Linked DNA regions of Macaca mulatta: region 1 is linked to region 2. A link is a contact called in public Hi-C data. All regions are on one chromosome and are shown on one strand. The core of a region is the stretch at or near the end of the contact, and the rest is flanking DNA. Distances in the headings are between cores, read along the strand shown.

Region 1 (3,949 bases), core at 1,376-3,875, 72 kb before region 2:
GTTTACCTGCCTAGGAATTGGAGGCTGTAGTGAGCCATGATTACACCACTACACTCCAGCCTGGGTGTCAGAGTAAGACCCTGTCTCTAAACAAAAACAAAACAACAACAACAACAAAATAATGCATTTGCCCCTATTTCTGTGGGAGAGATTACTAGAATGGGTTTGCTAGGCCAAAAAGTATGAACATCTTAATTTTAATAGATACTAATTGCACATATTTTTTAAATTAGGGCTGAGATATGGAATGTTGTTTAAAAAAATGCCATTACCGGCTGGGCGTGGTGGCTCATGCCTGTAATCTCAGCACTTTGGGAGGCCGAGGCGGGTGGATCACCTGAGGATGAGAGTTCTAGACCAGCCTGACCAATGTGGTGAAACCCTGTTTCTACTAAAAATACAAAAATTAGCTAGGTGTGGTGGCATGCGCCTGTAGTCCCAGCTGCTTGGGAGGCTGAGACAGGAGAATTGCTTGAACCTGGGAGATGGAGGTTGCAGTGAGCCAAGATCACACCACTGCACTCCAGCCTGGGTGACAGAGTGAGACTCTGTCTCAAAAAAAAAAAAAAAAAAAAAAAAAATCATAAGTCAATCATCTCACTAACTTTATTTAAAATGCTAAGTATATTTAAGTTATTTGTCAAGCAAAGAACTGGGTTCTTAGAAAATTTCTCATTAACAGCGCTTTTGATGTTGAAAATCCCATGGTTTATTCTGTTTCAGAGCATCTTGTGTCAATTTTTTTTTTATTTTTTTTTTTTTTTATTTTATGACGGAGTCTCATTCTGTCACCCAGGCTGGAGTGCAGTGGCACAATCTCAGCTCACTGCAATCTCCGCCTCCCGGTTTCAAGCAAGTCTCCTGCCTCAGCCTCCGGAGTAGCTGGGATTACAAGCGTGCGCCACCAAGCCCAACTAATTTTTGTATTATTAGTACAGACGGGGTTGGCCAGGCTGGTCTCGATCTCCTGACCTCAGGTGATCCACCCGTCTCGGCCTCCCAAAGTGTTGGGATTATAGGCGTGAACCACTGCACCTGGCCAAAAATGAATTTTAAAAGACAGATCGGTGGCTCACACCTGTAATCCCAGCACTGTGGAAAGCCGAGGCAGGTGGAACAACTGAGGTCAGGAGTTCGAGACCAGCCTGGCCAACATGGCGGAAACCCCGTCTCTACTAAAAACAAAAAAAATTAACCGGACATAGTGGCGCATGCCTGTAATCCTAGCCACTCGAGAGGCTGAGGCAGGAGAATCACTTGAAACCGGGAGACGGAGGCTGCAGTGAACCGAGATCCCGCCATTGCACTCCAGCCTGGGCAAAAAGAGCGAAGAAACTCGGTCTCCAAAAAAAAAAAAAAAGAAGAAGAAGAAGAAAAAAAGACACATCACATCAAATATTTTGTGGAAAGAGAGCTCTGCACTCCTAATTAGAAGACCTGAGGGCCAGGTGTAGTGGCTCACGCCTGTAATCCCAGCACTTTGGGAGGCCGAGGCGGGTGGATCACCTGAGGTCAGGAATTCAAGACCAGCCTGGCCAACCCTGTCTCTACTAATAATACAAAAATTAGCCGGGCGTGGTGGCGGGCTCCTGTAATCCCAGCTACTAAGGAGGCTGAGGTAGAAGAATCGCTTGAACCCGGGAGGCAGAGGTTGCACTGAGCCAAGATCGCGCCATTGCACTCCAACCCGGGCAACAAGAGCGAAACTCCGTCTCAAAAAAAAAAAGAGAGAGACCTGGATTCCAGTCACACCTCTGCCATTAACTTGCTGTGTGGCCTTTTGAAATTTCCTTATCCTTTTTAGGCCTGGTTCCTCAGCTGTAGTTCTACTATTCATTAATTCCACTAATATTTACTGACCACTGCGTGCTGGCACTGTGGTTAAGTACTAGAAATACTGGGGTGAATACTAACAGCCAGTACTTTTTAGTAAACGCTTACTCTAGGCCTGAAATTTTGCTAACGGAGTCATATGCACTATCTCATCTAATTTTCTATGAAATAGGCACTACTGTGATATTTTCTGTACTTTACAAATGAGGGAACTGAGGCACAGCGAGGTGAAGTAACTTTCCCAGAATATCAAAAGGTGTGGTGAAGACAGGATTGGATTCCAGGCAGTGGGGCTTCAGATCTCATTCCAGTAATCATAAGAAACCCTTGATGCCATAATTGCACGACTATTTCAGTGGCCTGCGTTTTGGTCTCAGCCCAGGAGTACTAGGGGAGTGGGCAATATGAGGGTTCAACGACGCAGGGGTACATCAGAGAAACCATCAAGAGGTCTGATAACAAGCGACACTGGGAGCAAGAATCTCTCGCTCTCGCAATTTCCATGCCAGGAAGGTGAAGTAGGAGGTGTCAGCGAGTCGTACGCACGGCCTCCTCTCTGGGCGTCCCGTTGGGTAAAGGGGAGCGTACGGGTCACGTAGGCCTAAAGCACGTCTCTGAACTCGGTAGGGGGCGGGGAGAAAGGGCACGCAGTGTGCGCGCAATGTGCGCGCAGCCTGCGCGCCGGCCCTTCCGACGCCTGAGCGGGCGGGCAAACGGACGGCTCCGCCCAGCCGCGGGCTCCTTTGCCCCGCCTTCGCGGCGCCCGTTTCCTGGCCCTCCCCACCTTAAGCGAGACCAACGAGAGGACACCGCCTGCGGCTAGAGCATCCCGGCCAGGAGCGCAACCGAGTGGCGCGCCAACGTGAGAGGAAACCCGTGCGCGGCTGCGCTTTCCTGCCCCTAAGCCGTTCTAGACGCGGGTGAGTGGCGGGGCCTTGACCCCCACCCCGAGCGCACCCTGACTCCCCTCCGTCTCTTGGGGGAGGCCTGGGCCCCAGCCCTCTCCCAGCATGCTCCACGCGGGATGCTTGGGCAGGTGCAGCGGGAGGCTTGTCAGCACAGGAGACCGAGAGCCTTCTTCCTGGGGGCGCTCTCTTGGTCCTTCAGAGGGATCTCTAGGTTACCATGTCCTCCCTCTCACTTTTCTTCCCTATTTCGTCTTCCTTTTCCGTACTTCACCTCAACTACCTTCACCCAAAAAGGTTCCTCTAAAAACCATTGGGGTAGTTTCAGTTTCATTTGTGCTCGTGTGCAGTTTTAAATTTCTTTCTGCACAAAGTATTCTATCATATGCATCCCTACTGTTACATTTTTTGCCTCTCTGATGGGGAAAAAAATCTCCTTAGGATAATTTTTGCAAATTATTGTGTTTAAAAATGTGTAGACTTACTGAGTTTTGATCCCTATTTTTGCAGCCAGGAGTAGGATCGCCATCAGGAAGAATTCTGACACATATAACATAATTGAGCAAAGAAACTGTGTGAATTATGTATTGGCCAGAAATAATGAAAACTGCGTGACATGAAATACAAAAATCCTATATAAATTAATTTTAGGGTGCACCTGACAAATTGTTTGTTTGTTTGTTTTGAGACAGAGTCTCGCTCTTGTCGCCCAGGCTGGAGTGCTGTGGCGCGATCTTGGCTTACTGCAACCTCCATCTCCCGGGTTCAAGCGATTCAGCCTCCTGAGTAGCTGGGATTACAGTCATATGTCACCATGCCCGGCTAATTTTTGTATTTTTAGTAGAGACAGGGTCTCACCATGTTAGCCAGGCTGGTCTTGAACTCCTGACCTCAGGTGATCCACCCGCCTCGGCCTCCCAAAGTGTTGGGATTACAGGCGTGAGCCACCGTGCACAGCCGACAATTCTAATATTATGCAGCGCTTGTTTTCTGTCACTTCTCTTCTTAGAACTGTGTTTATTGACCAAGTTCTGTGAGTGACAGAGGAAAGCCTTCCTGCCTCTTGCGCCACCCACCACTCAGAAATTACATCTGCCAAACTATTCCACACCTTGTCTTTCTGGTAAAGTCAAAATTCCATTTCCTCTAGAAGAAAACCATAGGAGTGGTTTCCTTGTAACAATATGGTGCTGTTGGGTGCAAAACATCAG
Region 2 (3,738 bases), core at 165-2,664:
AAAACAAGTAGGCCTGTTTAAACAAAGTTAGAAAGTTATTTATTTGCAGGGTTCTGATTCACCTATCACAAGCTATACCATACAAGCTGCTTTTACTCCACTCACAATCCTGTCACTCCTGGTTTGTAAAAGCTCTGCTTGCTGGATTGTCTCCCTGCTATCTATGATTGCCTACAGAGTAGACTCCAAATTCTTGGCTTGGTGTGCCAGGCCCTTTTGAGCCTCATCTTCCTTACTCCCAGCTAGACATCCTACTTCCCAGCCTCACTGCACTTTCCATGTTTCCATAAACAGGCCAGGCCCTTTCACTCCTTGCTTTGCCCTTGTTTCCATTCCCCAAAATGCCTTTCATCCTGTTCCCTCTTGTCTTTTTGGCAACTCCCACTTTGAGGCACAGCATAAACACAATCTCTGTAAAACTATTCCTATTCCAGATTTCCCCCAAATTTCTTGTTTTGCCTCTTCTGACAGCACTTTGTATATCTGTCATAGTATTGTTATGGAAATTAGTTTTGAAACTATCTTCCCTTACTGGCTTCTCAAGGGCAGAGACCTTGCATAGTGTCTTACCATACATGCTCACTGAATGCTTTTGCAGTTAGAATGATCAACAGGTTGGCAAATTTAGTTCTATTTGACATTGTGTTACCTCCCTCTGAGAATGCCCCAAGGTTAAGTAAAAACTCCCAACAGGGAATTTACAAGGTTGATTGTTGCTAATTTAACTAAATTTAAAGATTTTTAAAATCAGTCATCAAATGTAAAGCGGGGGCTCATGAAACACATTGGTAGAAAACATTAACTTTTGCCAATATTGTTCTAAAATGTCTCCTTTGGGACAGCGTGTAAGCTGAGATTTGGCAAAAGAAGGAAGTGGGTCTTAGCTTTGGTCTATAAATTACTGAGTTAAGGACTGATAGAGTGGGGGTTAGGACGGTCCTGGGCACAGTGCTCAGTGGGTGAGGGGTTAGTTACCTTTCTATTTCTTCGCCTTAGAATACACCCTTAATTTGGCCAGCCAGCTTAGAAAATGCTCCTGGTAGGAAGATAAAAGGATTTACAGCTACATGAAAGAGAAAGGCATCAAAACTCAGGCCTTATTCAGCCTTGGGTCTGTGGTGCCTTGAGATAAAAGAGAAACAATTTATAGCGGCACCGAATCAAAAAGTCCTTTTCTTCCTATCTTAGCTCGTTTTCTTCTCCTTTCCTATCTTAACATCGGGACATTCCTCTCCAGTAACGGGCATAATAGCATGATTATGTTTTCCTCTATTTAGGGTTACTCCCCTAGCCTTGCAACCACTCCTTATTCCTTTATCTCTTTCAAAGTTTCCATTCTCCCGGACCTTTACATTTTATTTCGTCCCTCCCTCTCTCCTCCTCTTCCTCCTCCTCCGTTTTCCCAGCTAGCTCACTCCGCCCCTCGCCGTCACTACCTTCCCTCCCCGAGGCTCCTTCCCGCTCCTCCCCGTTCCTCCCGCCACCCCCCCCCCACCCCCTCGCCTTCAGAAAGCTCCAATCAGGAGCTCCGAAGGTGTCTCGAAGGCCCGCCCCCTCCTCCCATCCACCTTTCTTCCCCCCAATTTCTCCCTCCCCCCTTCCCCCCCCAACTCAAGTCCTGCGGGCCTGGGGGCTTCGGGATCTGGGCGCTATGAAAAGTGTCTGCCCAGTCACTTCCGGTAAGGGCGCTGCGGCGCGGAGCTTCCCGCGGGACCGTTAAGGAGCGAGTGGGAGTCCCCGGTGGGCCAGGGAAGGAAGGCGCTGCCAGGAAGGGGGAGCGCGAAGGAGAGCGGGAGCCGGAGCGAACTAGCGCGAGCGTCTGGGGCACTTTAGCCGCCCCTTCCCAGCCGCCCCCTCACGCGCGAGCTCACCCGCCCCCCGGGCGGCTGCAGCGCTTCCCTCACCCCCAATCCCTGAGGTTGGCACCGCCCCTCCCTCGGTGCCGCGTGACCGGAAATGGCGCCATCTTTAGCCTCTTGTGCTATTGACAATAACAAGCCCTGGTTCTTTCCCCCTCCCCCTTTCCCCCAACCACAGCCTCTCCCCTCCCAGGGAGAGGGAGAAAAGGAGGAGGAGCTGCAGCCTCACAGACTCGCTGAGTCGCTCCTGCAGAAAGGGGGGGAGAGAGATCGAAAAGCAGGGGAGGGGGACGGCACGGCCGTTTACCTGTCTGCCTCCTCATTCGCTCTCCCCCCTCGTTCTGCTCACTCCTGGTGTCAGCCTATCCGCCTTCCCAAACCCTCCCATTCCCCCGGTGTAGCCCCCCCCCGCCTTCACTTTCCTTCTCGTCCTCTGTGTTTCTCCTCTCTTCTTTCTTCCCTTCCCCCTCTAGCATTGCCACCTTCTCTCCTACACGCACGCAGGCATATAAACGTAGGTTTTTGATGCTCCTCTGCCTGTTGACCCCGCTATTTTCATGTTTCCAACAGGTTTTTCTTCCCCCAGTCCCTCAGCTGCTGCTGCTGCTCAGGAGGTCAGATCTGCCACTGATGGTAATACCAGCACCACTCCGCCCACCTCTGCCAAGAAGAGAAAGTTAAACAGCAGCAGCAGTAGCAGCAGTAACAGTAGTAACGAGAGAGAAGACTTTGATTCCACCTCTTCCTCCTCTTCCACTCCTCCTTTACAACCCAGGGATTCGGCATCCCCTTCAACCTCGTCCTTCTGCCTGGGGGTTTCAGTGGCTGCTTCCAGCCACGTACCGATACAGAAGAAGCTGCGTTTTGAAGACACCCTGGAGTTTGTAGGGTTTGATGCGAAGATGGCTGAGGAATCCTCCTCCTCCTCCTCCTCATCTTCACCAACTGCTGCAACATCTCAGCAGCAGCAACTTAAAAATAAGAGTATATTAATCTCTTCTGTGGCTTCGGTGCATCATGCAAACGGCCTAGCCAAATCTTCTACCACCGTCTCTAGCTTTGCTAACAGCAAGCCTGGCTCTGCTAAGAAGTTAGTGATCAAGAACTTTAAAGGTAACCAAGGCCAAAATCCATAATCACCTAATAAGGATTTGACACTCGAGGGGTCACGTGCTCTATTTATGTTAATATATTAAACAGTTTGGAGGTGGCCTAATGTTTTATGCATAATCAATGAGGTGGAGGGGAGGTCCTTTTTTGGTGGAGGGTTCATTTTCCGGGGGTGGTTAGGATCCTTGTGCTGAAGCATACACCGGGTGTTTCTGTGCAGTATTTTGAGGTTTTTTTTCAGCCTATTGTATTTAATCTGTTATTCCTTATAACACTGACAATCGGTATGATTGATCCGGATTTTACAGGTGAGAAATTTGTATTCTAAAGAGGTTTATTTATTTCAGGTGCATAGCGAGCCTTGGCACTGCTGGGATTTTTATTTTTATGCTTCAGTAGGCCACATTATCCAATGCCTAGAAATGCAGGTAGCAATAGTGATCTTTTTGTGCTCAAATAATATTTATAATTAGATTTACACTGTATTCATGAAACTCATTTGGAAGCAATATTAGAAGAAAAATTTATGTTCTCTGTATTTCTTTCCAAAGGTAGGGTTTGAAAGTGAAAAACATTGTGTATACACAGAAGTAGTAAGTCTGTGTACCACTAGTCTAAAGATAGGAACAATTACTACATCTATTTTTTCCATCACTAAAATGGATTTTAAAGTATCGACTTGCAGCTTTTAGGAAAATTTGTTCAGACCGTGTTTGAGATATGTGAGGAGAGTATTATGAATGCATTGATGCAAATACAAAATAAGCAA

The links. Hi-C and Micro-C count contacts between places; a contact is called where the count stands out from the background.
Region 1: a Hi-C map of liver shows a contact between it and region 2, with 4 times the contacts expected there. The contact joins the promoter of C1GALT1C1 here to the promoter of CUL4B in region 2. A contact is called at or near these places in 2 of 14 Hi-C or Micro-C datasets (blood and liver).

Annotation. Positions count from the first base shown.
Region 1 is chrX:127,033,369-127,037,317 of T2T-MMU8v2.0, reverse strand. It overlaps C1GALT1C1 (C1GALT1 specific chaperone 1), which reads left to right and starts at 2,625. Exons shown (of 2, transcript NM_001260840.2): 1 at 2,625-2,753.
Region 2 is chrX:126,960,073-126,963,810 of T2T-MMU8v2.0, reverse strand. It overlaps CUL4B (cullin 4B), which reads left to right and starts at 1,414. Exons shown (of 21, transcript XM_028842453.2): 1 at 1,414-1,679; 2 at 2,430-2,972. The coding sequence starts at 1,652. LOC144338816 (a long non-coding RNA gene) reads right to left here and starts at 2,206. Exons shown (of 2, transcript XR_013413208.1): 1 at 1-2,206.